Regions from separate parts of the Danio rerio genome. Here region 1 is linked to region 2. The links are chromatin contacts, called in public Micro-C maps. All regions are on one chromosome and are shown on one strand. The core of a region is the stretch at or near the end of the contact, and the rest is flanking DNA. Distances in the headings are between cores, read along the strand shown. Region 1 holds the start of setmar (SET domain and mariner transposase fusion gene). Region 2 holds the start of bhlhe40 (basic helix-loop-helix family, member e40).

What was found. Hi-C and Micro-C count contacts between places; a contact is called where the count stands out from the background.
Region 1: a contact with region 2 is called in a Micro-C map of caudal fin, with 11 times the contacts expected there. The contact joins the promoter of setmar here to the promoter of bhlhe40 in region 2. A contact is called at or near these places in 5 of 18 Hi-C or Micro-C datasets (caudal fin, embryo, hematopoietic stem cells and 1 more) and 2 of 4 datasets of contacts at active chromatin or transcription factors (caudal fin and embryo).

The regions. Positions count from the first base shown.
Region 1 is chr11:38,432,322-38,435,021 of GRCz12tu, forward strand. setmar (SET domain and mariner transposase fusion gene) reads right to left here and starts at 1,439. Exons shown (of 2, transcript NM_001113600.2): 1 at 1,249-1,439. The coding sequence starts at 1,344.
Region 2 is chr11:38,147,048-38,149,747 of GRCz12tu, forward strand. bhlhe40 (basic helix-loop-helix family, member e40) reads right to left here and starts at 1,387. Exons shown (of 5, transcript NM_212679.2): 1 at 1,070-1,387; 2 at 908-971; 3 at 629-736; 4 at 135-258. The coding sequence starts at 1,146.

The DNA of each region.
Region 1 (2,700 bases), core at 189-2,688, 290 kb after region 2:
TTTATACCTTTAAAAAGGTTTTTGACATTTTTGCTGTCACTCTTAGACAACACAAATTTGTAACATCAGAAAAGTTACAAATATATTTATAATTTTTCTATTTTTTATCAACTTTATATATTTTATTATATTTATTTTAATAATGTTTATTATTATTATTAATAATTATTATTACTATCATTATCATTATTATTATTGTGGTTTATTGTGAACATTTAATTCCCTCTCTCAGCATGACCTCCTAAATTGTTGTGATTTTATGTCTTATTTATTCACTTTATTTATTAATAAATACAGTTAAAATTATTTTTGGTTAACATATCGTTTAAGGTTTAATTTCTGTTTAAAATCTGTTTCCAGAAGGTATTTAGTAAGCGACGTGCAAAATTTGCATATTTATCCAGCGTTTTGTTTTTTTGTTGATTTTATTTTTTGCCTGTTGGCAGTACTTAATTTATTATTGAATTATATATTTATTTACTGATAAAAATAGATTCCCAAAGCCCCCCTATATAAAAAACTCTAGACTCTAATACACCTTGAAGTTTCAAAAAGGAAATCTAAACATGACTTCATCCAATGTTTCAATTTTTGAGCTACAAATGTATGCAAATGGGTGCATATTTAATCACATAATGCCTCGTTTGGATGTTTAGACAAAGTTTTTAAAAAACTTGTAATAAAAAATGTTTGCAATTCTTAATTTAATCAATCATTAGGGGAAGTACGGTGATCACCATTGCAATTTTTAAGTTATTAAACTGAAGTGTCTTGCCATTAAGAGATAGTTCAACCAAAACTAAACATTTTGCCATCATTTACTCACCCTTAACTTGTAACAAACCTGTTTGAGTTTCTTTCACCCGATAACCATTAACTTCCAGAATATTTGTTTTTTATACTGAGTGTCAATTTCTACTGGTTACTAACATGCATCAGAATATCTTTTGTGTTTCACTGAAGAAAATAAAATCATGAAGCCCTTGAAACCACTTGAGGGTGAATGAATAGTGAGCAAAATTGTCATTTTTGGGTTAACTATCCCTTTAAGATTTACTTTAGAAATGAGTATGAAAGAACACGAAAGTGCTGCCATCAGGTGGTGGTGTGGCGGGACAAGTCATGCAATGTAATTCTTACTATTTTTTTTAAATCAACTTCAGGGTTTCTTGGGAGCATTTTACGACTACAAAATGACTAAAATGCCAATGTACTTGTAAATACTGTAACGAAAGAAGATGTGACTACCTGAAAATTGGAGAGAGCCTCTTTAGGGACACTGTTTTCGATCAAAACAGGAACATTCTCGAGTCCGCCGCTCAAATCCTGGCTGTAGGATCGCATTGTGTCTTTATGTCAATTTATGTATGATTATTTTGCGGGAGAGAACATTATTTACTTGCGGATTGTTTACAATATCGATGGGCACAAGCTTGAAAGAATCAAAAAGAGGCGGAAATGCTGCTTGCACTTGACAGTAATACAAAATAAAAGTCCAGTTCATGAGACCCGTTAGGTCAAAGATGTCCAAACGGTCCAAACCTTTGATTTGGCCCTCCATCCCATCTAAGAAGAGAGGGAAAGTTTAGGGGAGGGTTTTAGTTAATGGTTTTAATATCCATTGTCACTTCTAATTTAATGTAAGCCTTCATTTGTTAGTTTTATTTTCTAAGCTACAAAAAAAAAAAAGAAAGAAAGAAAAACTAACTTAAAATAAATGTTTCAATTAAATGTTGTAAATGAATCCAATAATAAACTAATAAACTCTATAGAGTTTTAAATTTAATTCTCATGTCTTCATTATAATGTTTATTATCAAAAAAATGAAATGGATTAGGTAATATGATTAAAATAATGTTTTCTATTTATATTTAAATAAATGAGGAAATTATTCATGGAAACTTCGGCTCATGGCCCTATTTCAAGTTTGGTTTTTGCCCTTCATAAGAAAGTGTTTGGCCACGACTACGTTTTAGGTGATTTGATATATTGATAAAAAACAAACAAACAGAAAAAAAACATGTTAAATGATCACGTTGTATAAATAATTATTATATATAAATATCTGACATGAACTTATAAAAAAATGCACGTTTTAGGTAAAATATAAAAACTGTTGTTTTTATTCTGAGATTTTAGAAAGTGAGATGCTGAATATTCATGTGTGTGTGTGTGTGTGTATATATATATATATATATATATATATATATATAAATATATATTATAAATATATATATATATATATACATACACACACACATTTACACACACACACATATATATATATATATATATATATATATATATATATATATATATATATATATATATATATACACACACACACACACACACACACACACACACACACACACACACATTTACATGTGTGTGTGTGTGTGTGTGTGTGTGTGTGTGTGTGTGTGTGTGTGTTGGGAAAGGTTATAAAAGAAATGCATTACAGTATTGAGTTACTCCCCAAAAAAGTACTTACTTATGTTATTTAACTACTTAAATAACTTTTTATAGTAAGTATTGTGTTACATTACTTTTGAGTTACTTTGCATCACTGTTTATTACCTGGCTAAGACTTCATCTCTTTCAGAACTTTTTCCCCCCTATTTTTTAATAGAGGAACTTACTTAATATAACCTCACTTTACACACTGTATAACCTGCACCTACATTTCCCTTAAAAGAA
Region 2 (2,700 bases), core at 137-2,636:
CTCAATTTCTTTATTTTGTAATGCACTCGAAAACAACTGAAAGGGGAGGGGAGGTGAAAAGTTCAGCGGGGCCACTTCCTGCAACATGGTCACACATTTGATGTGCCGACCTTTTGGTATTATCAAAAACTCACCGATTTGCAATCCATTCTGCAAGGAAATGATCTTCTGTTGTTGCTGTTCCAGCAGGTTGTTAAGAGCCTTCACATGCTTGAGTGTGAGTTCCAAGACAACAGCCTTCTCCAAGTGTCCCAGAGTCTAAAACAGGAAGAACCCAGATAAGCATGTTGATCTTTCTTATGTAACGCTCTCCGCAGCAGCTCAGAGAGGACAAACCTGCACTGAGCAGGAATGAAGACACTCCTCTCTGCTCACCAGTGCATGCACATGTGCGTGTTAGAAATATTCAAATTCTCCGAATGACAATCTAACACGCCTTGTTTAACATGCCAGATACAGAATGCCAAAGGTGAAGGTTTTATATAATAAAATATAAATCAAGCACATTGTAGGAGCGTGACTAATCCAAAAGCAGGACAAACATGATTTATTCATGATCAACAAGCAGGTGGCGCTTTACACTACAACATAGTGAGGAGGTGAGCCCATCCACTCCCATATTACTTACAGTGAGTTTAAGGTGTTCGGGCAGCAAATCCTTCAACTGCGCGATGCACTCGTTTATTCGGTCTCTTCTTTTCTTCTCGATCAATCGATGAGGCAGTTTGTACGTATCCTGGGGGTCAGCAGATAAAACTATATATTAACTTCGATGCATAAAAACAAGCAAAAAATAATAAAAGGCAAATTGCGCACTTGTTTAGAACATCAAAATACATTTAAATAAGAGAAAGGTCATAAGTAAAAGCGTGCGCATTCATATTTGTGCGTAATTACGCATTCGTACCTTACTGTCCTCACTGCGCTTCATTCCTCGTCTGGGTTTATACACATACATGGGAAAGTCCATTCTATAAAATAAAGTAAAATAGAGCCAATAAGAGAACTGCGTCGCGTTCACAGACACACACAAACACACACACTAAACAGCTTGAGGAGACTGACTTACCCTTGCATGTCAGAGATATCCAGCGAGGGGTGTTTGGACATACACGGAGGAGGCTGAGCACTGGTAATCCTCTCCATTTCACCCTAGTGTCTTACTGGTGTAAGAATAGGGTAAATCAAAAATAATAATAACAAAAAGTAGATACAAAAATAAAAAACAATCCGTTATTCTCTTATCAAAGTCCACATGTGTTTTCCTCGAATGAAGTAGTTCTTTCCAGATTCAAGCCTCAGCAGTAGGACGCAGAAGTGATGTTGTTGTGAGGTGGAGATGCAGGAGGCGTTTGTCGGCTCCGGTGCTGGTTAAATGAGTGTATGTGGGTGGATTTGAAGTACGTGTTAAATAAACCCTGTGACTGCAGACACGTCTCGAGCTCCAGTCACATGAGCCTCACGTGTGTGACGGCGCTTTCAGAGCTCAACCCATTTACAGCAGACCGCCGCCCTCCCGTGTCCCGTGTACCACCATGCTGCTCGCTCGCTCTATCTCTCTCTCTTTCCCCCCGCCTCTCTCTCGCTCTCTCTGCGCGCAGAACAACAGCTCTTCTCTCGGAGGCTTGTTAGTCCACTGTGTAATGAGCGCCTTATCCTGGATTGACTTTAAAACGATGATATATATACAAATGTTGACATGGCTCCGAGTATTGTATGAAGAATAATTATACTTAAAAACATTTATTGCAAATGATTTTCATAATTATTCTTGACTGAATTACAAACATAATCAGATCATTAAAATGTGTTTGGATTTTTATCTGTTCTGTACTGTCTGTGGATATATTTCTTTGCAAAATTAGCAGTACATATTATAAATTATTATAGTCTTAATATAAGAATGCGCATAGACTCGTTTTGAGTTATATAACACATGAAACTCATTTTACAAACACACACATTGTTCATGTGATCAATTTTACTTATTTAATTCCAATATATTTTTGAAATATATTAAACTACGTGCCTATATTAATAATAGTGTTAATGTAAAGTAATATTTATCAGCTATATTATGCTAATAAACAACTACATTAAACAATACAAATATATTAAATAATTTGTGTTTAACAACTAAATATAATACAAATATTTTAAATAATAAATATAATCATGCAGTGCTCATACATATTATTAATATGATCAGCTGTAATTATTGAATTTTATATATTGCTTAAATATAAAGTATAAGTATAAATTATATTTATTATTTTATTTATTAATTTTTGTTTAAATAATCTGCATAAAAATGCATTAATCTTGGATATTTATTTTTAAAAAAGCATTAAACATATTTCAAATTTTAGTTTATTTACCAAATCGCTCGGTGTGTTTGCATTAAGGATTATTTTGTTATTCTTTCACAAACACACAACACACGGCTCCAAATGTGTGCGTGCAGCCTGCCGAAGCTTCTAGACAGAAGCGGATGTGAAATGAATAATGTCCAGAACACCTGTTGCGCTCCATCAATATAATGCAAGTATTCATTAACAAATTCCCCTGACATGATGCTGGCACATGAACGTGCACGGCACCGTTGTCATGGTTACACAATAGTAGCAGATGCGCGCGGGAGCTAACGCGCCGTTATTTCACACCGGGAGCATTTGGCGCGCAACGTGCAGGCGCTCGTGT